Linked DNA regions of Rattus norvegicus: region 2 is linked to region 1. The links are chromatin contacts, called in public Hi-C maps. All regions are on one chromosome and are shown on one strand. Each heading gives the region's core, a stretch centred on a gene start, on an enhancer-like site or on the middle of the called end of the contact. The rest is flanking DNA. Distances are from core to core; before and after follow the strand shown.

Region 1 (3,427 bases), core at 558-3,057:
TCCAAACATAGTTTTTATTCTATATTTATTTTCTAAGAACATGATTTTTATTTGATCCACAAGAAAATCCATTTAATATGAATTTTAATAGACTTAGACAAGCAATTTCCAAAATCATTTCAGTCCCTTAGGATTTGACCTTAACTCGGTTAAGAGTCTGGGTCACACAAGGAGACTTGATGCTCAATGGGAAGAAAGGAGCTTGATTGTGCATCAGGGTGCTGAGTGCCTACAATTCCAGAACTTGGGAAGCTGAGGCAGAATAGAAAGCTCAGGGCAAGCCTGGGTTACAGAGTCAGAGTACTTAAAAAAAATAAAGTCAGGGACTTAATGATGGGCTAGAAATGGAAGGATGGTGAGAGACAAAACAATTCCCATACTACAATACAATGGATCTATACTCTCAAAATAAAACTACTGTTGGCGATAACAACAATCATATTGTTTCAATTTCTGTTACTTAATCAAACAGTAGCACAGTCAAGAAAAATAAAATGTTGAAATACAATAAATATCTCTCCGTTGTTCTTATTGGATCCACATGAACTTAAGTTTAGATTCCATTTAATAAATGGAGAGAAAGGTTCTTTGAGACAACATAGTACCAAAGAACAAAAAGGGGAGTGGGATGGGGGGTGGGGACAGGCACCTTTTGCTCAAAGGCAAAAGGCAAGAAATAATGAAGCATGCTGCGGGCCAATCAGCACGCAAGAAGAGCTCTACCCTGAAAAAAAGGGAACAAAGTTTAGAAACTTTCAAGCCCTTGCATTTAAATGTCTCCTGAAACTTTTGCCCACATACCAGTTCTTCTATGCTCCACCAGTCTCCACAGATGGCTTTAAATCCCCGGGGCCTCAAAGCATTGTTCTAAAGAAACCCCCACAAAGCCCGGGAGCTGAGGACCCCGTGAGCAATTGACACCCACGACCCTGCGCTTCGCCTACAAGGCTTTTCTTGGCCTCTCCCAGGACCAAGCTGCCAATGCAGCGCAAACTCAGTGGGAAAGGCTCCCAACTGTTGCATCGCCGGACTGCAAAACAGAAAGTCAACCCACCCCGGGGGTGCTCCGGATCTCCACGGAAGAAAAAAAAAGGAGGAAGAAAGAAGACAAACATCGGTCGACTTTTTTTTTGTTTTAATATTTATTTCAATTGTTTTTGCGTCTGACCGGGGCTCTCCAGGACCCGCCGGCTCCGCGCCTGGGCGTCGCTGGAGTAGAGCCTGCACCTGTCACTTCGCTCGGGAGCAGGAGCCCCACCCGCCCGACACCTGTCAAGCCGCAGTCCAGACCCCTTCGGGATGCCCTCCCCGTCGCCCGCGAGCCCAGGACCGTGTCACCGCGCCGCCGCCGTCCCGCGGAGGTGGGGGACCGAGGGGACTCCGGGGACCCCGGGCGCCGCTCCTATCGCTTGCCCGGCCCCGCCGAGATGCGCCCGGCGTCCCCGCCAAGATGCGCCCCGCGTCCCCGCGCCCTTCCCTTCCCTTCTCTCCGGCCCGCGGCGGCCGCGCTCCTCACCTGATCAGGGGCAGCTCTTCGGGGTCACTGTCCTGCGCGGGGTCGTCCTCCGGAGGCGGCGGCGGCGGCGGCGGGGGCTCGGCGGCCGCGGTTCTGCGCGGGGCTTTGGGCGGCATGACGCGCTGCGCGGGCCGGCGCGAGCAGGCGAGGGAGGCGCGCGGGGAGGCGGGCGCGCGCGCACGCCGGGCACGCCCCGTCCTCACCCGACTCCCGTTACAAAAATAATGGGAACGTCCCCTGAGGAAAACCGGACGCGCCCGGCAACCGAGCGCCGGGCCAACCGCGGGAAAACGTCACTTCCGCCCGCGGCGTCACGTCCGCGAGGCTCGCGGGCCGCGGGCGTCAGTGGGGAACCGGGGCGGCGGTGGCGGCGGCGGCGGGCGAGAGCGAGGGCGCGGGCGGGAAGCCGCAGGGAAGCCGCGCCTGCCCGGGCTTGTCTCCGCCCGCGTCGTCCCCGTGGGCGGCGCCAGCCGAGGCGGGGCGGGCCGGCTCCTAGGAGCCGCGGCCTCTGGGAGAACGCTGGACAGGGCGCGCCCCTCGACCGGCCCGCGCGGCCGGCAAAACAAAAACAAACGTGCCCGGCCAGTGGGAGGTGGGCTCGGCCGGGGTGGGCGGTCCAGGGTGGGGCCATTACTGGCCTTCTGGAGACGAGGGTAGATAGTCGATGTACAGAGTGAAGTGTGGAGTAAGTCTTTTGATGTGGAAACTGGAGGCGCGGTCCAAGCCCGACAGATCTTAACGGGAAAGGATCTTTTGAAAATCAGCTTGCCAGGCGGACCCAACTTTGAAAAATCGTTTACAAAATCGTTTGAAAAGAAAGCAGAAACCAGTTTGCCGTGTTAATGCGCGCGATCCAGCCCCCTTTCATAATTGTTTCTCAGAGACAGCCGGTCAAACTGGGGAGGCCAGCATTCCACTTTGCGTGTTGGAAATGGGAGTTCGGAGAGTTGATTACCTGTGTCACATAGCCGGTCGGTGGCAGAGGACTCAAACCCAAGTAATATTTGGTGACTCACCATATCACCAACGCACAGACACGGGGAAAGAGCACACTAGAACTACCGCCACCAAAAGCTGGCTCAGCAACTATCTTTTCTAGTTACAGTTTTTACGCGTCAGTCAACGTAATTTTCTCTCTTTGCCAGTCCTTATTGGTGGTTGCCACACAACTCCCTAACTGAGGTGCAGTGAATAAAAAGCAGTTGTTGTTCCGGTGTAAACTATCTTGGAACAGCTGAGCAAAAGCTGAGGAAGCAGGAACTTCATTGGGTAGGTTGCAAACCTGGGCTTATTCTCTGCCTTGACATGTGTGAAGGATACACAGACCTCCTTCAATTGTCAGTCCTGCCTAACTTCAGAAGCCTGTGAAGCAAATGTTAGTCAGGAGGTTGAGCCCAGGCCCTGATGCAGCCACCGAGAATGTATGGAATTAAAATAGCAGTTGAGTTCACCTTGTCCCAGATTTAGGCAAGAGCTTAGGTTACATGCAGTCTAGGTTTGAGGAAGATACAGGATAGACTGCAGGGGGCCTGAAAAAAATGACAGTCCTGCCTCAAAATTATCAGAGAATGTGACACTTGCTAACTGATGCCCCTGTGGTAATTTGTGGCAAGCTGCAAAAGAACCTGGGCCCTCAGACATGTAACAGAGCGGGTGATTGGTCATCTCTGCTGGTACTGACCTCAAGCTGATGGTCAGCTATGTGTGTCAGAAGTCATTGGAATTAATATTTCCTCCATAACCCCTTTTCAACATACAGACCAAAGTTGACCTGGTAGCTCAGGCTGTAATGCTCTGAGGCTAAGGCAAAAAAAATCACAAATTTAAGTCCTGCCTTGGCTATAGAGTGAGTTGAACTCCAACCTGAGCAACTAAGTAAGTTTATTCCTATAATAAAAAGCAAAAATAAGT
Region 2 (3,427 bases), core at 621-3,120, 42 kb after region 1:
TTGCCTGCATGTCTGTGTAGCAAGTATATGAAGTGCCCCAGATCAGAAGAGGGTATTGGATCCCCTGGAAGTATGGTTCCCATAGTGGTTCAGACCACTGTGAACCACTGTGTGGGTTCTGGGATGCCCTATGTGGTTCAGGTCCTCTGGAAGAGCACAGGCATTCTCGCCTGCTGAGCAAGCTATCCAGTCCCTGGCTGGGCCTTCTTAAACATATTTCCACTTTGACAGGAGGATGCCACCGAGTCATCTAAAAGTTATACCATACATTAAACTGTTAACAGCCTCCTTTAAGGTCCAGGGCTGGGCCTGGAGAGCAAGACTGGTGGACACAGGGTAGCATTCGCCCTTAGTATTTCTGAACATTTTTTTCTTACCAAAAAGTATTATTTCCAAGTAAAAGTTTGATAAATATAGAAACCCATGAAATTATGTATGTAATACAAGTAAAAAAAGACAGGGACTGTCCAGCTTTGAGCCACTGTTCTGGACTTGTTCTAGACAACCCACCCCGTCCCTTCTGCTTACACTCAGTCTGCCACAGAAAGTCAAGAGAATGTGGATCACGTCCCAGTGGACACACAAGCAACATCAGAAAACATTTCCATTCATGGCTTCGAAGCTCAGTAAAGGAGTTCAAAAGTCTTAAGGTGTTCTTACTGATGTTTTCAACTTCACAAAAGCCTGAAGTGATTGATCAGTAGGGAGCAGACACTAAACTACACCTTACTCAAATAAGCACTAAGGACAAGACCAAGAGAGAAAAAAGGTGATAATGTCTTTGAATAATACAGGGTGAAGAGCTGTCTTTTTTCTCAATAGACACGCTGACGTCCTGTGTTTCCTTTGAAGGCCTATGGAGTCCTTTGTTTCTCTAGTTTAGGAAACAAAGTCTTAAATACTTGACCACGGCAGAATCAGAGCCCAACATAGAATAATTTACAAACACCTGGACTAGAAGCCCTTTTCAGTGGAAGGAGCCTCAAAAATACTAAACTATTAAAGGTGCATCTACCGGAATCTAAATTTAGCCAGAAATAGCTCCTAAGCATATTAAAAAGTAGACTCTGTACTGTGTCCTTCCAATAATCCATTTGATTGTTGGCTGCACTGTTAGGCCGTCTTTGAGTTTCTTTAAGCTGTATACTCTTACTGCTGGCATTTGAGATAAATACCACTCAGACTACTGTGTGCTTTTCCCCTTTATCCAATTTACTAAAATTAGTATATTAAAAAAGTTAGTCAGGAAATACAATTAAAAAATTACACATTTAAAGAAAAATCCTCGTTTTCTTGCTCACCACAGTTAGTGCTGGGGTTAAAAACTGGCTGGAATTGCCAATGATTGTACAGTTAATACAGAACAATTATAGTCACGGTTTAACCAGTCACCTCTTGAACCAGAGAGTCTCATTCCTCTGTCACAGATGAGCAATCAAGGTCCTAACTATTTGTTTTCTAACTTTTGTGTTCTTTCTCACACAGAAGCAAGCAGGCTATACTGCAAAGGGTGCAGGCCGAGGTCCAGCGTGAGCCTTCATGCAGTCATTCAGGGCACCTTATGATTGGAACTGTATCCTTTTGACCTGGCCACACCCAAAATTCATGTTGAAATCCTAACCTCCAAGATGTCAATGGCACTAGGGGAAGGGACCTTTGTGTGGTCACATGGGTAGAATCCACGTGAGGGTCCAGGGAGAACAGTGGGTGCTTCCTGTTGTGACCTTGATTTTGGACCTCTAACCTGCACAGCTGTAACAATCAACTCTTATTGTTGATAAGCTACTCGCTCTGTCTGTATCTCACTATAGCACCCGCCTGCAAAGAGAACTCAAGGTCCAGGAAGGACAGCAGTCCCCTTTCAACCTGGAAACCAGCAGCGCTTCACTCTCCAGCTTTCTCAAGGCTCCACCACAGAACCTGAGATCAAATGGCACTGCCAGAACCTCAGCCAGGAATTCTCAAATTCCTGGGAGGGAGACACCTGGCCAAGTGTGGGTGAGAGCTGCTTTCTTTCAAGATCTCAGCATGTGGTTGAAAGTCACCCGGAACCCCATGTTGTTTACATTGCCTTGAACTCATCACACTGCTTCAGCTTCCCAAGTGCAGAGGTTACAGACACACACCACCACTCCTGACTCAGGGCACTCTACTTCATTGACGTAATATTACTGGAAATAAAGTCAGGGACAGCCTGCTAGTCCAATCCAGCCAAATCCATGGTTGTAAATGTTCTGCACTATCAAATGTTTGACTAGGACTGTATGAAATTTTTAAGCCATTCTAATGAAACATTATGCTGGAGCCTACCATGCTGACTGCAGGCAAACTCAGACTGTGTGCAGTCAGTGAGAAGCTGGGGTTGTTGCAACAGCTTGCCACCCTAATGGTACACGACTATAAATGGAGGAACAAACTAACACTCCTCTTTCAACTACAAGCCCCAAGGAATGACCATAGATTCCCAAATAGCTTGAAGGCAGTATGTGAGGAGGGTGGGGCACTATCTCACTGACCGCATCTGTCTAGCACCTTCGAGGTGCTTTGATTCACAGATCATAAAAATGTTTAGATCAAGGTCTGTCCAGTATTTATCATACAAACCAGAACTGGCTGACCACTCATTACTCGCTTACTAGGTTATAAAGATCCACAGATACAACACTTTTTTTCTTTGAGTGGACTCCATCTCTACGTAACTGTATGTGTTGGTCCAATATGGGACTCCATATCTGCTCTTCAATCTTCACAGGTCCCTGAAAAGCCATGAAATTTTAAACCCTGGGAGGTAGGAAAACGTAGTTCTTAATTTGGTACAACCTCTCTTCTAAAGTAAGTTGTCAACACCTAAACGCCCACTTCGCTGCACTAATAAAGCTCTGGCAGGATTTCCGAAATACAACTGAGAGGTAGGAGTCCCCAAACCTCCTTCCAAACAATGACTAGTCTCCAGACCAAATCCTTTATGAACCTCTAAAGTTTTAAAAATTTTGACCTAAAGTCAGAATTGAAATGTTTTATTTCAGGAATTTATTGCAAAACCTGCTCTTAGTGTTACTTTTTACTCAGGTGTCTGTTGCATTGTGTGCAAGGCCAGTGCAGGCCAGGAGCTGCATTTACAGGCAGTTGTGAGCCCGCCCAAAGTGGGTGCTGGGAACTGAACTTGGGTCCTCCAGAACAGCAGTAAGCACTCTTAACTTCTGAGCCACCATCGCTCTAGCCCTACTGGGTGTTTTACATGTAGAGGATTCTGAATCCTTTCAGGTAAGAAGCAACCTCAGAGATATGAGCTGGGTGTGGTGGCTATGCTAGTAATCTTAACACTCTTGGAAACTGAGGCAGGAGAATCATCATGAGTTTGAGACTGGCCTGATTAGGTGAGTTCCAAGTCAGCTTAGCTTCTAGATGAAGACCCAGTCTTAAAGTC

Evidence for each region. A called contact is a pair of places that touch in the nucleus more often than the background predicts.
Region 2: a contact with region 1 is called in a Hi-C map of kidney, with 2.2 times the contacts expected there. The contact joins the enhancer-like site here to the promoter of Rb1 in region 1. A contact is called at or near these places in 2 of 12 Hi-C or Micro-C datasets (kidney and liver).

Annotation. Positions count from the first base shown.
Region 1 is chr15:54,910,050-54,913,476 of GRCr8, forward strand. Rb1 (RB transcriptional corepressor 1) reads right to left here and starts at 1,808. Exons shown (of 27, transcript NM_017045.2): 1 at 1,517-1,808. The coding sequence starts at 1,632.
Region 2 is chr15:54,951,876-54,955,302 of GRCr8, forward strand. No RefSeq gene overlaps it. Among named protein-coding and RNA genes, the nearest start is that of Itm2b, 25 kb to the right of the region's middle. Within about 2 kb of position 1,871, at least 5 of the 93 cell types and tissues checked have an H3K27ac peak or open chromatin away from gene starts, as enhancers often do. A contact at or near this core is called in kidney, where this site is marked.